3 separate regions of the Mus musculus genome follow, and all the other regions are linked to region 3. Evidence: chromatin contacts called from public Hi-C and HiChIP or PLAC-seq data. All regions are on one chromosome and are shown on one strand. The core of a region is the stretch at or near the end of the contact, and the rest is flanking DNA. Distances in the headings are between cores, read along the strand shown. Region 1 has its middle 45 kb from the start of Gm26559. Region 2 overlaps Map1b (microtubule-associated protein 1B). Region 3 has its middle 63 kb from the start of Cartpt.

What was found. A called contact is a pair of places that touch in the nucleus more often than the background predicts. HiChIP or PLAC-seq counts read pairs in DNA pulled down with a chosen protein or histone mark.
Region 1: a Hi-C map of the N1E-115 cell line shows a contact between it and region 3, with 3 times the contacts expected there. The contact joins two enhancer-like sites. A contact is called at or near these places in 3 of 484 Hi-C or Micro-C datasets (the N1E-115 cell line, gonadal supporting cells and rod photoreceptor), 7 of 115 datasets of contacts at active chromatin or transcription factors (differentiating embryonic stem cells, embryonic basal ganglia, embryonic forebrain and 4 more) and 1 of 9 other capture datasets (embryonic stem cells).
Region 2: a contact with region 3 is called in an H3K4me3 HiChIP or PLAC-seq map of embryonic basal ganglia, with 4 times the contacts expected there. The contact joins two enhancer-like sites. A contact is called at or near these places in 2 of 484 Hi-C or Micro-C datasets (the AML12 cell line and embryonic stem cells), 9 of 115 datasets of contacts at active chromatin or transcription factors (T-cell acute lymphoblastic leukemia, cardiomyocytes, embryonic basal ganglia and 5 more) and 1 of 9 other capture datasets (adipose tissue).

The regions. Positions count from the first base shown.
Region 1 is chr13:99,559,135-99,563,687 of GRCm38.p6, reverse strand. No RefSeq gene overlaps it. Among named protein-coding and RNA genes, the nearest start is that of Gm26559, 45 kb to the right of the region's middle. Within about 2 kb of position 2,802, at least 16 of the 459 cell types and tissues checked have an H3K27ac peak or open chromatin away from gene starts, as enhancers often do. A contact at or near this core is called in the N1E-115 cell line and rod photoreceptor, where this site is marked.
Region 2 is chr13:99,472,570-99,477,225 of GRCm38.p6, reverse strand. The region is part of intron 2 of Map1b (microtubule-associated protein 1B); the gene reads left to right. Among named protein-coding and RNA genes, the nearest start is that of Map1b, 42 kb to the left of the region's middle. Within about 2 kb of position 1,620, at least 150 of the 459 cell types and tissues checked have an H3K27ac peak or open chromatin away from gene starts, as enhancers often do. A contact at or near this core is called in adipose tissue and embryonic basal ganglia, where this site is marked.
Region 3 is chr13:99,835,192-99,839,879 of GRCm38.p6, reverse strand. No RefSeq gene overlaps it. Among named protein-coding and RNA genes, the nearest start is that of Cartpt, 63 kb to the left of the region's middle. Within about 2 kb of position 1,904, at least 39 of the 459 cell types and tissues checked have an H3K27ac peak or open chromatin away from gene starts, as enhancers often do. A contact at or near this core is called in the N1E-115 cell line, adipose tissue, embryonic basal ganglia and 1 more, where this site is marked.

The DNA of each region.
Region 1 (4,553 bases), core at 1,553-4,052, 280 kb after region 3:
GTTTTGTTTTGTCTTGTGTTGTGTTGTTTTGGTTTTGCTTTTCTTTTGGCCTGGTATCACTTATATAAAAACATACTAAGAGATAAGATTTGCATTAACAAGGAAGCTACTTTAAACCTCCATTTTAATTTTTATACAATTCTCTCTCTCTCTCTCTCTCTCTCTCTCTCTCTCTCTCTCTCTCTCTCTCTGTGTGTGTGTGTGTGTGTGTGTGTGTGTGTGTGTGTGTGTGTGTGTGTGTGTAAAACAACAGGCACTCAGAGTCATTAATGACTAGTGAAAATAAGTAGTGAATTGCAACCAAGATACAATAAACCTGACTGTGAAACAGAAACCAGGGAAGTTCCTGCTTGCCTTGCAGAGGCTCGCTGAAACCTTAGGGCTTGGATGGAGGCCACTCAGCTGCTCCAAGAGCCAACTTCATTCAGCCTCGGGGCTCCAGAGCCAAGAGCAGGTGCAGTTACTTGCCTGCTCTCCCCAGAGGCTACCAAGAGTTCTGCTGAGACTCACACTGTCAACAAAGGCCAGGAAAAAGGGACTTTCTTGGATGTTTCAGTAGCCTGTGTCAGAGATGGAGACTCAGACAAACAAAAAGGCTAGTCCAGGTACTTGGGTTCTTGCCTGTACTCATGACACTTCAGACCCAGAGATGCTGAGGGTGCCGCCAGTTTTGCCTTGGTGTCCTTTCTGAATCTTTCACCACTTGCTGAAAGCCTCTGCCACAGCTGCTTTTTCTACCACACTAGAAGAGCATACATTTAACTGTCTATGCATTATCTACTGTGTATCTGTCTGTCTATCTATCTATCTATCTATCTATCTATCTGTCTGTCTATCTATCACCTATCTTTCTATTCATTTATCTATCTATTCTGAATTATCTTTTTCCACTTCAGCTAAAGTATCACTTTCTTGCAGTTGTAGAACACTCCCTCTTGCTGATCCCCCCATCCCCCAAATCAGAGCATCATGGCAAAGACCAGGGCCTTAATCTCTCACTGTCCAGAGAGAATCTAGGAGCCCAGGTTTGCCTCCAAGAACGCCTATAACTAAGAAAACCCTAGTCAGAACAAAGCTGCCAAAAGTTCTCTACCCACCAAACTCAGATTCCCTGACACCTGGGAAGTTTGAGGGAACTAAATAAATGGTAGGGTGTGGGTAAGGAAGGCTCCTGAAGAGCTGAGCCACCTTCCCGAAAGGCCCTCCAGAGGCTACAGCAGCACCGGATTCTGCACTGCAGGCTGAAGCCTATTTAATTGCTGGTAATTAAGGCCGGATCTATAGTTTCTGGGCATGCCCTGTGGGGGAGGGCCTGCCTTCCTGGCCTCTGGTGAGCTGCAGGGAAGCAATCAGTGCTGCACGGATCTTGCAGCTCTGCAGTTCATAGCAGGGCCTGTTGCTGGGCAATTTCCAGCACAAAGGTTGTTTGTAAAGCTGCATTTTGAAGCTAGAAACTTGTCTTTTCAAAAGAAATAAGTATAGAGTAGAAACAGTTCATCCTTATGGAGCGCGTACTAGAGGTCTGACATTGTGGTAAGCATGTTTAATTCTCAAAAGATGGTGGTGGGTAAATTTTTAATTGATGGTGATAAGATTAGATAATTCACTCTAGACCCACAGTTGGCACAGAGTTAAAATCTAATTAATTGGATTCCAGAATCCCGGCTGTTAGCCACTGTGGTCTTCAGCAGAGACTGCAAACTGGTAGCCTTATTTGTAAACCTTCAAGGTGTATAGATCCGTGAGTCCCACGTTCTTCTTTCTTTTCTCTCTTTTTTTCTTCTTTTGACTGCCCTGAATTGTTTCTTAGGTACGAATGTTTACAAACATTACTTACATCTTGTGCTAATGGCAACAGTGGGGCTGGAGAGTATTGAGCCCCATGAGAACCACACCAACCATAAGATGAATTGTGTGGCCCTTCCCTTGGTTCTGGTTCTCGCTGCTCGCCAGAGTCAGGACTTGTGTTCAGTGACTCACTGGGCCCCATGGTTCCTTCTGAGAGCTTTAAGGATTTCCCCAGTGAGGATAACCTTGAAGATTTTATATGTGGAATCTTCCCCCGCCCAGTAAGAATTCAAGACTCTCAAAGCCCCACAGTGGGGTCCAACTCTTCAGAGGCGGACTGAAGAGTTCCAGCAAACGAGCTAACCAGGTTTGCTGTAAGATGCGCCTTTAGGAGCTGGGCGTTTGCAGCCACCGGGGGGGGGGGGGGGGGGCGCAGAGAGCTGTCACTATTGCCAGCAGTGTACCTTCATGCCCTTGTGGGCATCCATCTCAGGTCACCTGATGGCTGCCCTGGATGGAAAGGAAGGAGCCCTTTCTCATAATCCCTTTAGTGGCTCTGCTCACATTACTTTAAAATATGGAAATGCCCAATAAAAATTCAGATTTCTGGTGTTCTTGGGGGAAAAAAAACTGCTAATAATACAGGCAGTGAATTGGGTCTGAGTGATCATTGCCCCTTCTCTGGGGTAGGCAGCATCTAGTCTCTCCTGCTTGTGCCACTCCATCTAAACCCTAGCCTGTCTCCTGCCCTCCCTGGCATGCTGAGACTGTGACACTGTTTGCCATTAAGCAAAGTACAATAAGAGCAGGAGGAGGGTTAGAATAAAGAGGCAGGGTAGTGAGGCTCAGACTCACCAGCAGCAAGGGCAATTGCAGTCATTCATTCAAAGAGGAAAAGCCCGTTGTTGCAGGAGTCTAATGTGTCCCCAGTCTCATTGTTAAGCTTACAGATAAGCAGAGACAAGCTGGCTCGGGGTGGGTTGAGAGTCCCAGAAATCTCAAGATGCACTGCTGCCCCAGACCGCATGTCTCTCCTCATCTGCTTTTAAGAGATTACTTTTCAGAAGGCTTGGCCATAAGCCCTGCTTTATCATTCCTGCCGGAGCTTCCAGCTGGACAGAATCTGCAAGCTAAAAGCTTTCGTCTTACAGAAAAGAAGAGCATTTGGCTGCCTGCAGCTGGCCAGCTTCACGGGCCTGCTTGCTTCTGGGTAACCAAGTGGGAAATTTCATCTGTGCTTTGAGTTTCTTGCAATTTCTGTCTATTCCTGGTAAGGGCAGAGTTCAGGTTCATTCCTGCACACCCACAGCCCTCCCTATTAGAAGGCACTGGAGACCTGGTCATCAGAGTCCATCAAAGGCAAGGATGACCATGAACTGGGCGATGCTGAGGTACAGATTGTGATGTAAATTAAGGGAGCAAGAACGATCCCATAAATACTTCCTTTTTTTTTTTTTTTTTTTTTAAAGATTTATTTATTTATTATATGTAAGTACACTGTAGCTGTCTTCAGACACTCCAGAAGAGGGCGTCAGATCTTGTTACAGATGGTTGTGAGCCACCATGTGGTTGCTGGGATTTGAACTCCTGACCTTCGGAAGAGCAGTCGGGTGCTCTTACCCACTGAGCCATCTCACCAGCCCCCCATAAATACTTCCTAAGAAGCAGAAGGCCCAGTCCGATTCCCCAACTTCCACCAGACTCCAGACGGCTTTGTCTTAGAACACAGCCTTCTACACACTGGAAAGACAATGAAGCCTGACCTGCTGACCCTGTAGGTGACTAGGTTTTCGTCTGGCGACCTGGAGGGCAGCTGCCATGTTCATACTTGCTCAGCTGCAATACGCTAGCATGCTGCCCACCTCTCCTTCAAGACTATGGACTAGCTCATAGAAGGCTGCTTTTTTCCTCAACATACCCCTCCAGGCTTCCTGACTGAGCACAGATGATGGAGCAGGGTTGTCATTGTCTGAATAGAAAACCTCTTCCATGTTTTAACTGTTTGGTTCCCAGTTAGCGACACTATTTGGGGGAGGTTTTGGAAACTCCAGGTGGGACCTAACTACGTGAAATAGCCACTAGATGCAGGGCTTTAGGACAGTGGTGGGCAGGGATGGGGGGGGGGGTGTGGGTCTTGTCCCTGGTTTCTTCCTGTCTCTCTGCTTTCTATCCACTTTAAGGTGAGCAGCTGCCCTCCCCCACACAGTCCCACCGCAGTGATGGTCTTTTGCCTGAATATTTTGGGCCAAAAGACCATGGTCTGAACCCTCTGAGTCTGTGAGTCAAGGTAGCCTATGTGAAGTGGTTATCTCATGGTTCTTGCTTGCATTTCCCTAAAAGCTAACGTTGAGCATCTTCTCAGGCACTTACCAGCCATTAATGTCTTCTTTGGAGCATTTATACACAAATCTTTTACCTATCTTAAAATCGTGTAACTTATATTTTTAATTGAGGTATGAGAGATTTTGGGTTTTTTTTTTTTTTACTTTTAATTGATTTCTTTGTGAACCTCACATTATTCATCCCAGTCCCACCCATCTCCCCATCCCTTCATAGCTGCCCTCTGTCCCTGCAACCTCCTTTTGAAAAGTAAATAAAAACAAACAAACAAACAAACAAAATAGACAAAACAAAGCAAAGCAAACATCTCATGGTGGAAGCTGCAGTGTGTCACACAGGATATTCTTTGGACCACAGAACTTCACTTGCAAATGTTCATTGGTCTGGTTTGAGGCCTCTGGCTTCTCAGTATTATCAATATTAGA
Region 2 (4,656 bases), core at 371-2,870, 360 kb after region 3:
AGAGAAAAGTAGGTACAAGGCGGCTTTATCCCTTCCAGCTATCTCTGTGGTAATAATGTGGCATCGTAACTCTGTGAGTCTCAACCGTGTGACACTTGGCGCTGGGTTAGGTCAGGTGTGGTGGAATGGAGCTTGGTTGAACACAGAGGCTACTGCGTGTGAAGTGTTAGTACAGGGACGCCACTTACCGGAGAAATTACCTGAAGAAATAAGGCCCAGAAGATGTGGTTGTCTGCTGTGTGAAAACTGCCCTTGTGCAGAAGTGATGGACCTGCTCAAAGCTCTGTAGAGACTGCTCCTGGGTAAGTGGCCACACTCCCCTACAGCCGTTGCTTCATCTGTGACATCGTAAATGGGCACACATGAAGTTTAAAAAAGTTTAAAGGGGACTTCTTAGCTGTGAGGCTGAAATAAATATGATATCAAACTGGTAGTGCCGAATGGGTGAAACCCAGGATCCTACTTCTGTCTCTGGTTTTTGTAAGTCCCTCCCTGCTGTGTGCTATTACTAATACACTACTACTGCTGCTGCTGCTGCTGCTGCTGCTACTACTACTACTACTACTACTACTACTACTACTACTACTACTACTACAATAATAATAATAATAATAATAATAATAATAATAATAATAATAATAAGTAACTACCAGTATATGAGTGTGTGGCTGATCCCCTTTGACACTTCAGGTGGACTCTTCTTTTCAAAGTTTTGTATTTGAGTAATTTTAAACTTATAGACAGTTGTAGTGACAATGTTCTTAATGGTCCCCTCTGCCTACTGTGGCTTTTGACTCTGCCATGCTATTGTTCCTTGAAGAAATCAGCCTTCATAGGATGTTATTAAAGTACAGACTTCTCCGGCTTTGCCCATGACATTTTCTTAGGCCATTGCAGAGTCCCACAAGGCATTTGGATTATGGCTCTTAAAGGTACATGCCAATCAAGACATGGTGTGTGTTAATTACTCTGTCCCCGGCTGTTGTATCTACATAAAGAATATTTGGTTTTCTCTGGGAGTGGAGCCACTCTGGAATGAGGCAAGCGTTCTCTTGAATCTGGGAACGCTACTCCCTCTTCTACAGACCCACGACTTGGACCTTGTTTCTTTCCCTCCTCACCCTTGAGCCGTTGACCAGGAGCAGGTTTGTGAGAGATACGTTTCTAACTTTAATCTAAAAATAACATGTTTTGTGAAGACAGCATCCACCATCCAGCTCTGTCCTTGGAGGTAGGGTGGGCTCTGCGTCCCCCATGCCTCTCACCTACTCACTCGCTGATCTTGCTGGAACAGGAAGTGGGCAATGTGGTTCCATCAAGAGAACCACAAGGAAACCAAGGCCGTCTAAAGTCTGAGAAGAAAGCTTGTCTAAGGCCCCAAGAGTAAACGTAAGAAAGCAAAACACAGGCAGGAAATTGCACTGTGGCTATGCCTGTTGTGTGCTTCTGTGAAGTCTGACCAGACGATAGCCCAAGGTTTGCTGAGCTGCCTCCCGTCTGCTCTCCCTCTGTGTTTGCTGAGGTCTTTTTGCACAGATTTGTCTTTCTCTTCCTGGCCATTTACAAACATGAGGTAACATGCTAGCTGTGCTCTGTTACCTAGCAACAGGCTGTGTTGCTTGCCTGACCGGAGTTCTCACAGGAGAGCCTGGCAGTGAGGGTGCGGATTTGCTAAGCCCATGTCATACTCCCTGCAGGAAACTGTGTCACAGATCTTCAGGGACTGCAGTGAACTTGATTAGAATGGTTTACTGACTCATGTCCAGGTGTGAGTTCTTTCGTTGGCTAAAGTTTACAGCTAGTTTGTTAGATTTTTTTTTTTTTCAGTATCTGTGGATACCAATCTTTGTGATAATCTTACCCAAAGCAAATCAGCCGCAAGTGACCGGAGTCCTAGAGTCACGAGGGGCTATTTATTAGGATACAATGGAAAGGCGCTCTGGGGTGGGGGTGGGGGTGGGGGGACCACACACAGCAGTGTTCCCTGGCTGATGGCTGCAGATGTGATGGAGGGAGCTCCTTCCCTCTTTGTGTTCCCCGAGTCACTTCTGTTGCCCTTTGGTCAAGGAGATAAAGGGTGTCCCTTCCCCTTTGCTTGGACACTGCTGGGCTTTGAATAACAGCAAAGGGCAGAAATGAGAGAAATGGTTCCACTCTGAGCTGGGGTCCTTGCTCCCAGCACTTCCCAGAGACACTTGGCTCACACTATTCAGGCTTTAGGATGCCCAATAAAACAACAGAAAGAAATAATAATACCTTTCCCACATACCCTAACAAGATACCCTTCAATGCATGCTTTTGCTGCAGTAATAAATAACCCAGCCTGGTGGCTCACTTCTTGGATCTCATCCTGAGCTACAGAGTGAGAATCTGCCTGAATAACTAATGAATACTCCATAATGCCTCAATTAAAAAAAAAAAAAAAAGGCCTTGAAAAATGAAAACATTTCTAACCATAGTCTGTAGGTTAGAACTTGTTTATGGCTTACCAATATGCTTTAAAAACATTAGAACATTAAATAAAAGCAAAAACAAAATCCTGTTTGTGTAAAATTTTTGTTACCATTTCATTTTGCTTCCAGCTCTGGGAAATTCATTTACTGCATCATTGTCTCCTGTTCCCAGCCCCCTCTCACCCCTCCATCACATGCAAGTACAGCACACACCATCAGATGTCTAAAACTATGTATGTGAAGTGTTTTCATGACCAAAGGGAGCATGAGTTGGGTCCAGAGAATTGGGATGGTCCCAGGGCCCATGTACAATGCTTAGAGGCATTCCTCCAAGAGATGTTAGCCTGACATGTTTTTGGACCAGTTGAGTGTTTGGTTTTGGTCCCTTTCCAGTGTGCTGTTAACAACTTCATCTATTTATAAACAGACACAGAGGTAGTGTCTCCACAACAAGAAGGGGGCATTTCACAAGTTGTGGTTAATTTGGTCAGTGCAGATGGCCAGGAGCAGGGGAGAGTTGGAGCGCAGCGCTGGAGGAGCGAAGTCTACCGTTCGGCTAGCCAATACCCTGCCCGGCTGAGCTCATGAATTTTGTCAGCCAGGGCTTCCCCGAGGACACAGGCAGGTCTCCAGCCAGTGAGTGAGGGCTAGTGGGATGAGACCCTTGGGCTAGGTGATCAGAGCCACTCCATGAACCTGAGTTTTGATGCTCTAGTGTGTTCACCGGGGACTCTCCACCTCCAGATCTGCTAGATCTGTGGACTTCACTAAAACTAAGCCGGCTCATTCATTCAGATGTGAGCAACCTTCCCTATGCTTTAACAAGCCACCTACCAATTCCCACCAAACCAAAGGCTGCGCTTCTGACAGGTGTCCCTTGTTTGGGAAGTTTTTGTCTGAGAAATCCAGGTTGAATTTGTGAGATATCCCCAGAAAGACAGAACCAATCAGGGAGGGACGTGGAACTATACCTGCTTATATATTTGTAGACAAACTCTCATGCTATGAAAGGGGATTGACCTAGGGAAATTGATTTGCAAGATGGTGGAAGATAAGTAGTCCCACAACAAGCTGGGGACATTGGGATGGTTATGGGCTAACCTCGGAACTAGAGAATCTAACAATAAAGTTCTCACTCCAAGGCATAAAGTGTAATACCTAAGAGCCATTGGCGGTATCTTAGATCTGGAAAGGTTAGAAGGAATCTGGAAAAATGGCTCAGTGGCTAAGATTACTGGCTGCTATTCTAGAGGATTTGCGTTTGATTGCCAGCATCCACATGGCAGCTCACAACCCTCTATAATGTCACTGCTAGGGGATCCGACACTCTAGAGCAGTGGTTCTCAGCTTTCCTAAATGTTTTGACCCTTTAATATACAGTTCTTCATGTTGTGGTGACCACCAACCATAGAATTATTTCGTTGCTACTTCGTAACTACAGTTTTGCTACTATTATGACTCATAAATATCTGCGTTTTCTGATGGTCTTAGATGACCCTTGTGAAAGGGTTGTTTGACCTCCAAAGGGGTTGTGAGTCACAGGTTGAAAACCATCTGTCTCCTGTGGGCATCAGGAATGCATGTGACATACAGACATATATTCAGGCAAAATACACATTCACATAAAATAAAATATAATAAAATAAAATAATTTTTTATAAAAAAAGACAGCAAACCAGGGCAGGAAAATAATAATATCTCAATCCAGGAAAAGTTCACCTTTTCTCTGGCTTGTTCTGTGGAGTCCCCCAGCTAACAGCCTTCCTCACTCAGTCCAGTGGCACACATACCAGCCTCTTTAGACTACCCTTCGTCACACCCATTCCCTCCAGTTAGTCCTTAACCCGGTCAAGTTCACACTTCAGGTTAACCGTCACACAGGGGCACTGTGTAGTTTGGGGGTATCAGCAGTGTGCTGCAAAGAGCAGAGCATTCCATAATGTATGTAGAACAGGTGGGCTGGAAATGTTCATGAAGACAGTAGCAGCTACTCAAGGACGCCTGGGCATCTGGTGACTGGAGGGGTATCCCTACTGTGTGCCCCTTGCAGTGTATCCCTTCGCTGGCTCTGGGCTTGGCTGTGTAGGGCGTATACTATTTTCTATAAACAGTTTATGCACATCATGTGACCTCACAGACTTCCTTGGTAAACTCCTCGGGAGTCACAACCCCTTGCTTGTTTGTTTGTTTTTACATTTTGCTC
Region 3 (4,688 bases), core at 655-3,154:
CCCAGCCCCACGGACAGCGAAAATATGGGAACCAAAATGTGTGTAGCTTTTAAAAAGAGAAAGAAGGTTTTACTCCATCGTTTTATAGACCAGCTCAATGGCACCACGGGGTCCAGGAAAGCAGGCACACCAACGCTTTCTGTCTGTTTCCCACATTCTCGCTTTCCCTTCTGACCATGAATAACTGCTGTTGTCTGCAGTGCTCCATCGCACACTGACTGTGGCTGCTGGCTGTTTCTCTGTCTGCTTCCTGTGTCAGCTGTCTCCTGTCACTAGATTACGGTTCCTTGAAGAGGTTTGTCTGTATGCATGTACATCTTTGATGCACGGCGTCCGATGCAGGAATCCAAAAAAATGGTTTAATAATGCTGATTCAATTTCTTCATTTTTCTTTTTTCTTTTTAAAATAAAAAGTAATGTTACTTGAAAAAAGAAAGAAATCTATATATTGATTCAGGAAGGGTGGTTCTGGCATTAGGAACCCTGACGGCTCTCTGTGGTTCTCTCCATCATCATTCTATAAATTTTGAGCAAGAGACAAGGTTGCCGCCCTTGGAATCTTGACATCAAAAGAAATGTTTGCTTTAGTGGGACCTGGCAAACTGAAGGTCCCCAAAGACCATGGAGCAGTTGCCAGTACTGGCTTTTAGAGTCGGCTGGCTGGTTTTATTGCCAGTTAATAGCATTTGTATTTGTGCTTTTGCAAATAGCCATGAGAAATCAATCCTCAGGCATGGACACTGTGAGAAAACTACTAACAGGGTCCTAAAAACCCAGGCTTTGGGTATGAACTAGGGTTCAATCGCTCATCGAGTGAGAGAGGACTGGGGAAAGGATTTTACTGGGTACATCTTGTTCAAGAAGGGGTAAGCAACGCCTGACGTTAATACTTCCCATATTCACTCAAAGGGCCTTGAAGAGCACCTCCGTCTATAGACAATTGCCTCCATTTCACTCATCCGCAACTATAAGGAGCACCCTTGTTGTCAGCAGCACAACCCCAAATCCCAGGTCTCTGAAAGATTCATTCCAGTGACCGAGAGGAACTAGGAAGTACAAGCTAGAGTTCTGCCTCTTCCGTTTACTTCCTGTAAGATCTTGGCCAAGTTACTTGCACTCTCTCTGACCCTGTATTTCTCGAGCTATTTTGGGATCTCTGCCTTATGTTGTCAAGTCACCTGGCTTAAAGGTGTGTAAGGAGCTAAATGGGGGTGGCAACTTGATCTAGACCATCCAATCTCACCTAGGACTTCAAAGTGAAAAGGGTCACAAGGGCCAGGAATCCAGCTTTTCTTTCTCTAAAAAGGGCAAGACACCAAATCGAGCCTTACCAGAGAAAGGTCTGGGTTTGGGTCTGGGTCTGGGGTGAACGTGGTCTTGCAGTTTTGCCGTGACCAGAAGCCTGACTCTGAACACATAATATAATGTGATATATATATATATATGTGTGTGTGTGTGTGTGTGTATACACACACATATATACATATATATTATATATACAATCTGGAGAATATATATATGTAATCTCCAGAAAGCAGAGGCGTTGAGGATGCTAATTTGGGCAGAGGAGGATCCTCAGGTCAGATGGGTATGTGGGCAGGAGAGGGGCTATCACAAGCTGCCCCTAGAGGATGGTGGCTCTGCGTAGTGATGAGTTCTTACAGAAACAAAGGAAGCGGTGGCATAACAGGGGCCATCCCTGTGGGGACTGTAAGTGGCTGAGACTCTTACCATCTGCTTTTCTCCATTTAGATACTTAACAGGAGGTTGAAAACACAGCCGCTCCGACGAAATTACCAGGTTTTCCTCCTGAACTTAATTTCTGATAAGGCGAGGAAGGGTCCTTCTGTAAAATGCCTCTTTTCCAGTTCTCAGTTCAACCAGGAGATGGCGCTAGGGCTTGGTACTTAACAAAGCCCTGTATAAGCCAGTTAAAACCCTGAGCTAGACAGGGTGGAGCCTTTCCCTCAGCCCTTGCAGAGTCTCTGTTTCTCAGGAGGTAGAAATCTCACCGTGGTATTCCTTGGGTTAAATAGAATTCTCTTCTCGTCTAGGCAAGAATTGAGTTTCTGGTCATGTACCCTACGCTTGCTGTTATTGATTCTCCATCAGAAGGTCCTGTTGCCGATGTCTTCCTGCTTATGCTGACATGAAACACAATAGAGTGGAGAGAAACGTTGAGGGAATAAGATTAGAAATTTCCAGGATGCTGCATTAAAAAATAAACAATAGAGACAATATTATTTGGGAAATGGTAGACCTTTTAGATCATAACACTTTTATCGCCTCTCAGACCCTTTCCAGTAATCCATTTTTGTCAGCCTAGAAGACGTCAAAGCTGATGCCAAAGGTTCTGGTACACTCTGCTAGGAAGCATTTAAGCCCGAGGAATCAGTTCCTGATATGATTAATAAAAATGTTCACCATTTCATGAGAACTGCCTACATGTGGTTGCTCTCTCCAGCTCAGGGCTGTGCTGTCACAGGGTGTAATCTCATGGACGCTTCTGTATTCATTAGTCTGTTAGGAGAGGATGACTGAAAAGCAACCAAGGCCGGGTTGATGTTGGCTTACAGTTCCAGAGGGATATCGATCACCATGGAAAGGGGAGTCATGGCAACAGAAGCCGTTTGCTTGTATCCACAGTCAATAAAGAGACAAAGGTGAAGGCTTGAATTCAGCCCACTTCACCCATTATATTCAGTTTAGAATCACAGCCCATGAAATAGTACTGCCTGTATTTTGGTGGGTTTTTCTATCTCTATTAACCTAATCTAGAAAGTTCCTCACAATCACACCCAGAGATTTGTTATCAGCATGACTCTGGGTCCCATCAAGCTGACAATCAGATCAACTATCAGTCACAGTGATCTGAGATCTGCATCTTTTTTAGGTCAGAAAACGGAAGCTTAGGGCCAATAAAAGTCATCTGACTTATAAGCTGGGAAAGACACCCATGTGATTGGCCACCACAAAGAGTGATTATGGGACAATGCCACGCACCCTGAGAAGAGTGCTCAATGGCTGCAGATAGAATGGTGTCATCAGAGAGATTTGGGGACAAACGTGAAGGCACATGTGTAGTCTTTACTGGGAACTGGCACCGTGCCAAGTCTGGTGGCATCTTGTCAAGAAGGTAGAAGCAAAACTTCAATTCTGCAAGATTTGAGGCCTGTTCTCCTCCTCCTCCTCCTCTTTCCCCAGGTTATTGCTCTCCAAGAGACTTTATCTCTCTGGAACTTACTAACTATATCTTTACCTAAGGGCGTCTGACCCTGTTGATCCCTGACTGGAACTGAATGAGCAGAAAAGGCATTTGAACACTTGGTCCCCGGTTGGTGGTACTGTTTGGAGAGTTGTAGAATCTTTAAGAGGTAGAATCTTGCTAAGGGAAGTATGTTACTGGGGGTGGGCATTGATAGTTTATACCTTACCCAACTTCCTGTTTGTCCCTTCTTCCTTATATGTGGGAAAAAAATGTGACCAGGTGAAAGGTGTTCCTTTCACTGTCCCATGCCTTAGTCACTATGAGGGGCTCACGACCTTTGGACCTGTAAGTCAAATTAAATCTTTCTTAAGTTGCTTTTGACCATGGTGTTTTATCACAGTGACAGAAAAGAATTTAACACAAGTGCAGCTGGTTTCCCCCCAGGACTAAGCTCTGTCTTACCATGGTGCTTAAGACACCTCTGTCCTTTGTCTCACTTAAGATGAAGGTGGGCATGTTGGCTAGTTTTCTTGGATATTTTCCTATGTCTTATCATTAGAATGTAAGCTACTCGAGGCCAGGGTTCTGTAAACCTGGTTAGGCTACTTCAGATGCACACCTGGTGCCTGACATGTTTGCTGAGCATGATGGCCATGTGTGCTCACAGCTCTGGTAGGGCTTATGGCATTCTTGAAGAGTCTTGGTTACCAGAGCTTTGAATACCAGAGACTTGGTACCTGGAGTGTGGGGCAATGGGCTATGCACAGGCAGCCTAGTTTCCAGTCGAGCTGAGGTCTGAACCCCGGTAAAACTTGGTGGTGATAATTCGCCTACATGGACGGAAGGCATTCCCTCATGTCTCCTGGACCCGTGGCTCCTGTTGAAGTTATTGCTCCCACATCCCCCACAGGAGAAGCTCATGACTAACAGTCACGTAGACTATGTCCCAAGCTTCTGACCTTCAGGCTAGACTCCTCCCAGTTACCTAGCAACAACAAGATAACAAGTCCAATATAAGAGGTGCTGTTTGGCCCCTCTTCACTCTCTTCTCTCTCTCCTCGCTCTTACTCTCTAACCTCTTACTCTCTCTAAGCTTTTACCTCTCTCTCTAGTCCTTCCTTTCGCTCTCTCCTTTTCCCCTTTCTTTTCTCTTGGCCATGGCCGGTCTCTCTCTTTCCACCTTTTCTCCTTTCTCCCTGCCTTTCTACAATAAAGCTCTAAAACCATAGACTGTCTCTGTTCATCAAGGACAGTACTAAAGACTCTCACCTGCATGGGAACCTTCTCCCACTTCCCTCTCTTCCTGTATCTCTGGGACTTGGTGCTGCTCTGGGGCCCTATTCTGTGCTCATCTCCTCTGCTGTACCCAGTGTGGGATGCCAGAGACCGAGAACCTGGTGGAGACTGAGAACCTGGTACCAGGGGCTGCCCCTGGTCCACCCCCTGCCGAGTGGGTTCAGTGGCTTCACACAGCCAGATG